Regions from separate parts of the Ovis aries genome. Here region 1 is linked to region 2. A link is a contact called in public Hi-C data. All regions are on one chromosome and are shown on one strand. The core of a region is the stretch at or near the end of the contact, and the rest is flanking DNA. Distances in the headings are between cores, read along the strand shown. Region 1 overlaps ALG14 (ALG14 UDP-N-acetylglucosaminyltransferase subunit). Region 2 overlaps F3 (coagulation factor III, tissue factor).

What was found. Hi-C and Micro-C count contacts between places; a contact is called where the count stands out from the background.
Region 1: a contact with region 2 is called in a Hi-C map of skin fibroblasts, with 4 times the contacts expected there. The contact joins two enhancer-like sites. A contact is called at or near these places in 6 of 16 Hi-C or Micro-C datasets (blood, hypothalamus, liver and 2 more).

Annotation. Positions count from the first base shown.
Region 1 is chr1:72,159,598-72,164,371 of ARS-UI_Ramb_v3.0, forward strand. The region is part of intron 2 of ALG14 (ALG14 UDP-N-acetylglucosaminyltransferase subunit); the gene reads right to left. All of the region lies in intron 2 of LOC121819814 (a long non-coding RNA gene), which reads left to right. Among named protein-coding and RNA genes, the nearest start is that of ALG14, 30 kb to the right of the region's middle. Within about 2 kb of position 2,579, at least 2 of the 54 cell types and tissues checked have an H3K27ac peak or open chromatin away from gene starts, as enhancers often do.
Region 2 is chr1:71,629,722-71,635,104 of ARS-UI_Ramb_v3.0, forward strand. It overlaps F3 (coagulation factor III, tissue factor), which reads right to left. Exons shown (of 6, transcript XM_027972225.3): 6 at 5,243-5,383. Among named protein-coding and RNA genes, the nearest start is that of F3, 14 kb to the right of the region's middle. Within about 2 kb of position 2,925, at least 22 of the 54 cell types and tissues checked have an H3K27ac peak or open chromatin away from gene starts, as enhancers often do.

The DNA.
Region 1 (4,774 bases), core at 1,329-3,828, 530 kb after region 2:
TGTCCCTGACCCTTCTTTTTATGTCTTATTAATAGGATGCAGGACACAAAGGATGCTTCACCCATCATTTTACCCACTGAGCCACATCCCCGGACCTAACATTTGATTTGGGAGTGGCCACATGACCCAAGCAATGGCACCCTACTCTAGTACTCTTGCCTGGAAAATCCCATGGACTGAGGAGCCTGGTAGGCTACAGTCCATGGGGTCACAAAGAGTCGGACACGACTGAGCAACTTCACTTCACTTCACTTCACATGACCCAAGTAGAGTCAGCTTTTTCCTGGATTCTTACAGAGACCCAGGGGAAGTTCTTCCTTTGAGAAATGCTGTGGACTGCTAACCTGGCCCTCAATCCATTCTGCTAGGGCAAGAAATATATACTTGCTTTGGTGTTCCTCTGTTTACTAGGCTTTTCTATAACATCTTGAAACTCAACTATTATATTTGCTACCAAAACAGGATACTTACTCCTGCACTCCCAAACCAGAAATTGACAAATGAACAGGAGACTCTGTCATAAGCAGATTTCCTGAATAGACATGAAGATCTATGTCGGCACTAGCAGAGACGAGGGCTGGTGGGGGGTACTGTCCCCATTTCCTTCTTCCCAAACCTCTACACACATTCCTGTCTACCCACTTCTTCCCTACATCCTTGCCACTTTCATCCAAGCCATCACCACCTCTCACTATTACAATTCCCTCTTAATTCATCTCTGCTTCTCCTCTTGCTCTCCTTCATTTTATCCTTCACAGAATCTCCAGAGCGATCTTTCCATAATGTACAGCAAGGCTTTCCTTTCATTCTCCTGCTTAAAGCCCTCCAAAGGCTTACCGCTGCACTTGGGATGAGATCCAACTTTCTTACCACTGCCTCCAAGGTCCCATGTAGTCTGGTGCCGGCTTACCTCCCCAACAGCCCCCTGCTCACCCTAACCACACCGGTCTCCTTTCTGCTGTTTGAATGTGTCAGACTCATTCCTTCCTGAGGGCCTTTGCTGCTTCTTCTGAGCGGTCTGCCTTAGCCCTGGACTGTCTCCTAGGAAGCTCCTTCCTGCAAGTCAGGTTTCTCTCTAATGTTCTCTCCTCAGAGAGGATTCAGTTCTCCTCCATCAGCCCCTCCCCGACCACACTGCCTTCTTTTACCATCTTCACAGCAGTTCTCGGTAACGCAAATTAACTTGTTCGTGATGGTTTGCTCCCAGCCTCATTCTCCAGGGCAAGAATGCCAAGGAAAGGACAGGATTCTGTGATGCTGGCACACAGCACGGTGCTTCATGAGTCACACATGCTCTCCACCACTGAGTAGATAAACAAGTGTCACTACCATTTCTAGAAGTCCCAACCTGTGGTCTCTGCTGCAGAGGATAATGGTTCTTTATCTCATAAAGCACCAATTAACCCCATCTCCTCATTTCACAGATGAGGAGTCCACTTTCCCGGGGGACAGAGCCAGCAAGTGGTAGAGCCAGGACTGGAACCCCAGCCTTGAGGCCCTAAGCCTTCCTGCTAAGAAGCCTGACTCCCCAACACACAGCTAGTTGAATCAGCCTGGAGCTGTGCTTCCCGGCCTCCTGTCTGTTTCTGAGACAGCCAGCTACCCATCCTGACCCATTTTCTCTTCTTGCTCTGCGCGGCAAGCCGCCTGCCCCGTGCGTCCCCAGCCTGCCACCCTGGACTCCGCGCGGCAACCCGCCTGCCCCGTGCGTCCTCAGCCTGCCCGGAGTGTGCTGCAGCTCTCTGGGAACTGCTCTCCTGGCCTCCTTGCTCGTCTCTGTGCTTCCCTCCTCTCTGTGGGTTCGTGCTCCGCTCTGCACTGTCGGTTTGGCACCCCTCCCCCACCTACCACTGTTACCAGTGACTCCCTCCTCTGCCCCCAAGCCTTTCTGGGGAAAATTCAGGACAAAAACGCAGGGCCTTAGAAATCTTCAGACTTTTCTGTTGAATATTAGACCCCGAGTCCCTGTTGGCAGGTTCTGCCGTTTTGCTGTTGCTCCTACCTGGCAGCCAACTAGGTCACACACTCCTAGAAAGTATGTTGTAGTTGAGTCCTTTCTCTCTGTGCAGGTCAACATGGCCACCCTGCAGTATGTGTCTATCTTGCAATGTGATCCAGTTTCTTTCTCACAACTGGCAGTGATATCAAAGACAAAGAGAGGCTCTCTCTTATTCTCTCTTCACCATATAGTTAGAGACATCCTTTCCATCTATCTATATAAGCTTTCTCATTAAGAAGTGGCAGGGACCAGGCTTACATTACTGTGTAGCCCACAGAGCCTCCCAGTGTTCCCCACACATACTTGATTGATGTATAACCAAAGCCACAGCAAAGGCAGAATGGTTAAGAGTTAAAAAAAAAAAAAAGAGTAATAGATTTTTTTTTCAAGCTTCTAGTTTGTCTGGAATTATATGGAACCCTAAGTGAAATGCTAAGGGTATACGACAACTTGTAACTTTCAAAGTGTCTTTCAGAATTACATCACTACTAAAAACCACAAACATATCTGGCTTTAGATTTGTGACAAGCTAAATAGGAGTTTATAGTGATTTAGATGGAAATAATTCCACCAAGGAATCCAGATGGCATCATAAACCACAACAGAGCAGGTCAAGTGGTCTATGAAGTCATTCTTTGCTGCTACCACACACTGAAACGTACAATACATTTATTATTTAGGGAATGCCACACTAGTGCAGAATCTTGGAAACAAGACAAAATGAAAATGGTAAAATTCTATTCAACCAAAAATGGTTTCAGCTTTCTTTCATAACTGCTCTTTTTAATAATGAAAAGTATAATATACAGTAAAAGTATGTTGGATGATTCACCCAACTATTCTGAAATCAAGATGACCATAATTTACCAAAAAAAAAAAAAAAAAAGGTTTTATATGCATGTCCTTCCAGAACTTGGTAGCTGCTCACTTCACGGCAGATGATGATGATGCACCGTGAAGTGACTTAGGATGAATGAGCTGTGGGTTCCAAGCCAGGTTCCGCTCAGATAATCAGCTCTGAAACCCGGGTGATTTAGCCTCTCTGGACCTCAGGTCTCTCACTGGAAAGCAAGGAGGCCTGGCTGAGATCAGGGATCCTTAACCCATTACGATCCCACAACTGGTTCTCAAGCTTGACTCGTCAAAGAAGACAAGGCTGCTGCTCCAGCCCTGCCTCACGACTTGCAGCCACTCCTCACTTCACCTTGAGAAGCTCTTTTCTTACGTGGAGGTCTCAGGCTCCAGGGAAATAAAAAAGAAGTTTGTTCTTGAAACAATTATGGGAGTCTGGCCCAAAAGATTTCTAAAGTCCTTCATAATGAACATTAGTTGTCCTTTTCCAGACTTTTATTAACTCTTTCTTTTGCCAGCAATAATCCGATTTTTCCTTTGGGTAACACACTCTTGCTCACATTCGCAGTCAGATGCTTTTGGTGGGATTTTAGCCCGTCTCCTTAACCCCCAACCTGTAGCTCCAAGAGTAGACCTGGAATAGCTTTAGCACCAGGGAACAACGCTCACCTCTGGCTGTGATGATGAGCTGAAAGATGGGAACATGACCCAGCTGGAGATCATTAGGCAGCAGATGTTAGCATGGATTTTTGGGAAAAGATGCTTTATCTCTCCCTCTCCTACATCCTATAAGAGACCTTCTTCTTCCTTAGACAGTTAGGGCAAAGACATGAAGCCAGGAGGTGCTAATGCTCTTTGCTCCCCTGGAGGGAGAGTCAGGGGCTGCTGGAGGCAGCACTGGGGGGCCCCATGGCGGTGATGACTCTGCGGAGGATGGAGCAGAGACACGCCGCTATCTTTGGTGACCTCCCTGGGCAGCTGGACCAAGTCTTGCCAGAAACAAGACTGAATTTTTCCCATGTCGTAAGTCAACACATTCTCTTTATTGTTCGAGCCAGTTTTGAGTTTTGTTTTAGGGCACTTGCAGTTGAAACACCCTTCCTTTTAGCTTTAAAATGGTATGAATTTAAAGACTGTTTTCTTCTGTTTAAAAAGGAAAATATATTCAAATCATAGATGAAGCAGTCATTTACAACACTGGCTATCAGAGCTGGACTCTTCATTGTAAGCTCAGATAAACTCCCAAGAGCACCTACTAGGTGACAGAACTGGGCTGGGAGCACAGGGGTAAGTAAAATATTTATAAGGAACTCACTGCCAACTGGGAGAGTGACACAGGACAACTAATAATTGCAATCAGAGAGACTGATACAATAAGAGACAAAATTAATAAAAATAATGTTAGCACCAAGTAAGAAATGATGAATTAATACTTTGAAAACTAAGTCAAGCTTTAAGGATGAGCTGTTTTATCTAACTTGGAAGAATATGAGATTTACCATGTCTAGCAGAGGGGGAAAGAGGTTCTTCTGGCATGTTCACAGCAGGGAGGCATGGAGTGGCATGGAATACCTGGGGAACTAGATTTTGGCATGTAAAGAGCAGAGAGCAGCAGCAAATGGAGCTTGAGAAGTAGGCCCCCAAAGCCATGCTAAAGAGTATGTGCTCAAATCTAAAGGCAAAGCGGAGATACTGAAGATGCTAAAAAGGAGAGTATGAAGAGAGTGGATAGAGGGGCCCTGCTGAGGGTTCTCAACCAGAGAAGGGGAAGCATTTGGGAGAAACTGAAATATACCAGGAGAATGATGCTGAAGGCCTAATGGATACTCATAACACTAAGGCGAAGGACTGGAGAGGGCAAGAGGCGGGGATCAGGGATTTAAGGAGGATGCGGAGCTTGGGGTGACTCTCAGGTTTCTAGGG
Region 2 (5,383 bases), core at 1,675-4,174:
TTCCAAGTCCAGGTTAGAGGGCCCCACCTGAGTTCCCCAAAGCACCCTAGACTTCCCTTATCATAATGTTTATGTTCTGTTGCCATTACCTGTTTGTCATTTTACCCCGCAAACACATGAGGTCCACAAGAGCTGAGATTGAACCGTTTATATTTCATCAAATAGTAGGTGCTTAATATTAGAATGCAGGAGACGCAAGAGATGTGGGTTTGATCCTGGGTCAGGAAGATACCCTGGACAAGTAAATGACAACGCACTCCAGTATTCTTGCCTGGAAAATCCCATGGACAGAGGAGCCTGGTGGGGTACAGTCCATGGGGCTGCAAAAGAGTCAGACACGACTGCGCACACACAATACTAGAATAAATGAATGAATTCAAATGCACAAGCGTGGTTCTTGCCGGAAAAAATTACCATCTAGAAAGGGGCCATGGCAAGTAAATATCTATTCTGTACAACATTACGGGTGGGAAGAAAGACCTGTGAGAGTGCGGGAAGGAGGTAGGAAGAGTACCCTGGGCATCTGGGAGAGGAAGGCACCTGAGAGATCAGGAATTATTATCCACAGTCTTGGAGGCCGGGTAGGTAGAAGCAGGGCACATGAATCTGAGAAATCGAGGCAGGAAAGCTTTTGGTGTTCAGAAACTTGTCAATTAAAGCAGAGGTCCTCAAAATACTATCCTAGTGAAATGTGTAGTATTTGAGTATGATCATGTCTCTGCTTTTAGTTTTGGCATGGATTAATAACTTGCTGATATTTAAGGTTACTAAATGGCATCTTCTTGTCAGGGCTGTGCACTTCTATCCATTGCTGAAGTGTCTCTCTCCTTTCTCCACCTTACCTGCCTTTGTGAAATCAGAAGAGTGGGCTAAATGACTGGGGAAAGCGCAGAGCTTCCCAGACTTCAGTGTGCATACAAAGTGCCTGGAAAATGCAGATGCTAGTAGGACGGGGGTAGGATCCGAAAATTTCCATCTCTAACTACCTCTCAAATGATGTCCCAAGGCCACACTTTGTATTGCAAGCAGATTCTGGAGTGGAGCTCTCCAGCTTTGGACTAAAGAGACCATCACAGGTAGACTTGTAGCACCTTGGAGAAGGTTCTCTGGTCCAGTGATTCTGACCACTCCAACCCCCATGTTCCTTCATTCTTAATCATTTATGGGTGTTCTGGGTTTTATTTACTGTGTATGTGTGAAAGTCGCTCAGTCGTATCTGATTCTTTGCGACCCCATGGACTATACAGTCCATGGAATTCTCCAGGCCAGAATACTGGAGTGGGTAGCTGTTCCCTTCTCCAGGGGATCTTCCCATCCTAGGGATTGAACCCATGTCTCCCACATTGCAGGCAGACACTTTACCAGTTTAAGTCACCAGGGAAGCCCAGTTGATGAATTCTAGTCAAGTTGCAATCTTTCTCAGCAACCGAAGATGGCGCCACAATCTTGGTCTTAAAGGGTACTTCCCACCCAGACGCTGTTATGCAAAGGAAAAGCATCTTCCTGCCCCTCTGAAAGTTTCTTGTTCTCTGACCTTATAAACTTAGAAAAGACATGTTGCTTCGCAGATGGAGCATAGATTTCCAGTGATTTTTGAAATTCAGGCTGCATTATGTCAAAAACCTTTCTTAAAGCTTTTTTAGAACCCCGTTCTGAATGTTTGTTGGATATCGTGTGTTCAAGGTGGATTGCAATTTCTGTTACAAAACTCCTGGATTGTTATAAAGTATTTCCATTTCTGCCAGAGGTACTGTTATCTTTCAGTTGGTAATTATTTGTGTTGTATCTAATAACACATAATCATGGAATTTAAGCTAAAAAGTATTGAAGAACTTTCGAGCAATTAGCTCACTTGACAAAAAGAGAGAATAGGCTTCCCAATTTTGCTTAAGTTCTCCTGAGTTTTGGCACCTTGCAACAGGAAAAGTCCCAACAGACCATGTGTGATAGACCTTCCAGTGCAGCAGCTGCAGACCGAGGATCTTATCTAGGCTCTGTGTATTCTTCCTTTGATTTAGGCTTCACAGCAGACTGAGTTCGGACCTCTCTCGGCTCAGAAATGTCCCGTTTGAGAACAGAACTATTCCTAGTCTCTCATGGCAGTAAATTAGAGATTAAGCCAATGGTTCTGAAACTTTACTGAGCATTAGATCACTTGAAAGACTTCTTGTTAAAATATAGATTTCTAAGTCAGTAAGTCTGAGGTCAGGGTTATGAATTTACTTCTCTAATAAGTTCTCAAATGATGCTCACTCTTATTCCATCACGTGCGATAGGGACCACACTTTGAGGACCATTGGATTAAGCTAACACTGTGGCTAACACATTTCTTCATTATGTTCAGCAAGAGAGAGAGCATCCTGACATTCCCAGAAAGAGCCCCGAGAGTCACCCTTCCTAGAACAGGTTAGCACATGTGCCAATTTCTGCAGACACGAGGAAGTAATGGGCTGAATGGCAAAGCCAGAATCACCTCTGTCTGCAGCTGAAAAGCAGGGGTGTGAGAAAGAACTAGCGTCCACTGAATGCGTGTGGTATGAATGAAAGTCACAATGCTTCTCAGGTAACTACTGGAGGAAAATCACACATGCTAAATACACACGTCTTAGAACAGGTGAAAACTACATTTGGAAATAAGTTTATTTACTATGTGGTTGAATTGTTTCCTTTGTTTATTTGAGACAAGTCCTTAGGTTACTGGCTCTCAGCTGTAACTAAGGTAAAATATCTTTGGATTTCACAAATATTAGTCTCTTATATGTAAGTCAAACTTGGTTAATGATTTAAGATCGTAAAAACCTGTCTTCAAAGCACGAACGTTTAGTTTACTAGCAGTTAGCTTTTCGGGACACTTTAAGGGGCCAGAATAAATAACAAAGTATGATTTGGCCCACTAGAGGGCAGCAAATCCTGGAGAACAGTCAAAAGTTTATTCTGCCCCAGCACTAACTACGATGTTGGTGATGTTCAGAGTAGCTCTTTAGTCTCAGCAATGAGGACGGGTGTGGAAACCTGAGTCGTGGTTAGAATTTGCAGTGTTGAAGCGTCCCAGTCATTGCACTGTAGCCCTGTTTGGATCTATAATGAATTCCTTCCCTGTGAACAGCCAGACACCTCATTCCTACCCAGACCAGCTTTCAGTCTCCCAGTGCTTTCTTTAGTGGGACCATTCACATTCCTTAGATTATGAGGCCACGGGATTGCATAACGCGGTACTAATTCCTGGCAGGGAGAGAGCAGCCAGATGCCGTCTCTGGGAGCTTGTTCTACCCTCGTGCACTAAGCTCTTTGCCCCAGTTAGCCCCATGGGAGCAGGAATTCAAGATAACAGCCAGCGCACACTTCTTTCAGGACATGCCTCCATGCCAACCCCTCTCTGCTGCAAATGCACACCCTCCTCTGGTGTGAATGCCACTCTGGCACTGACACAGACTGACTATGGCAAACAACCCAACCCAACCGGCCCAATAAACCAACCACTGGTCCACTTCCCTTACTTTCTCCAAAATATCTACCTTTTTTCCCCCTTTCTTTCAGGCTGCCATCTTTATGAAGACATGAAAGGTTTGTTTGGCCTGTGCTTCCTTAGAATATGGTGTTCTATCTAGCATTTCATGTTTAGAATTTTACTGACAATGCTTAGAGTTCTTTAGAGCAAAGGAACAAAATGCACTTAAAATTCGTGAACAGGTGGGCAGGGAGCTGGGTGTTTGCCGAGGGTCTCCTCTGTGGGACCCTGTGCAGGTGGGGGTGCCCTCTGAGACCTTACCTAGGCAGCGCTACCCCCACCCGCCCCTCCCACACCCCCATCCCCCCACCCCCACACCCTCCCCCTCCCCCACCCCCATCCCCCACTCCCCCCACCCTCCCCCACCCCCACCCCCCTCCTGCTCCTCCCCACCCTCCCCCAGCCCCACTCCCCCCACCCTCCCCCACCCCCCCCCCCCTTCCGCTCCTCCCCGCCCTCCCCCTTCTCCCCCCCCATCCCCCACGCTGTGCAGGAAGCAAACAAGACTGTGGCTCAACGGTGTGTCAGGAGTCTCATTTTCATCTCTATTTAGAATCCTCTTTCAATCTGTTAGATTATATTTGCATTTGAATGGAGGACTCATTTTCTACATTCCAGACAGAGGTAGTGAAGTCAGTGGCCCATTGGCAAGGCCACTGTCAAGGAGCAGCCCTTGACGTCACAAAGGGCTCTCAACTGTGTGTATGCGCGCGTGCTCAGTCATGTCTGACTCTTTGTGACCCCATGGACTGTAGCCCCCAGGCTCCTCTGTCCATGGAATCTTCCAGGCAAGAATAATGGAGTGGGTTGCCATTTTCTGCTTCAGGGGATCTTCCCAACTCAGGATCGAAACCATGTCTCCCGTGTCTCCTGCACTGGCAGGGGAGTTCTTTACCAACTGCGCCACCTGGGATGCCCCTCAATCTAGTTTGCTTTTAATTAATTCTAGAAACTCCACTCCACTTCCCTCTCTTCCTATCTTACATTGTCCTTTTATCCAGTTTTCTTTGAACAATCCAAAAAATTTTTCTTCTGTTCTCCTCTCCAACCTTCATGTGCAACTCAAACTAACGCCCATGGGAAGAACTCTCTCCCGATAAGTCGGTGGTAGATGGCAGGCAATTTCCTCCCTTCCCTGGAAACTATGCATCCCTGCCCATTGCCGTGTGACCTGTGGTGCCTCCCACAGGGTCATGTCAGGCTTTGTCATATGTCCTGCCTGGGCCAATGGTACGTAAGCAGAAGTGACATATTGCTACTCTGGAGCAGAAGTTTTAGGAGGCAGCTTAAGTCTCCTGTGTTGGTAGGTGGGCTCTTTACCACTAGCACCACCTGGGAAGCCCTAGGAGGCAGCTTAAAGCCTGAAGACATGGCTGCCTGTTCTACCTGTTTTTCCTTTGCCCTCTATGAGAAGGAAACGGCCACCCACTCTAGTATTCTGGCCTGGAGAATTCCATGGACTGCATAGTCCATGGGGTCGCAAAGAGTCGGACACGACTAAGCCACATTCATTTCACTGTCCTGATCCTAAGAGGGGTTTCACCTTTAGATTTGGGTCCTAGAATGAATGAGAAGACATTAAGAAGAGCTGCAGTCAGCCCACAGCCTCCAAGCCATAAGTGTAACATAAAGATACCATTGTCATAAGCCATTAAAAATTTCAGGGTCACTTGCTACTGTAGAATCAACCAACACAAAGGCCAAACCATAAATAATAACTGGAACATGTACTAGTCACATTTCCCAATCACCTTTATTTATATAAAAGTATATTAAATAAATTATCTCAAAATATACAAACAGAAAAATATTACCTCTATAAATAGAAAATCCCCATATATAAAACCTCTTTTCAAATTATATAAATACATACAA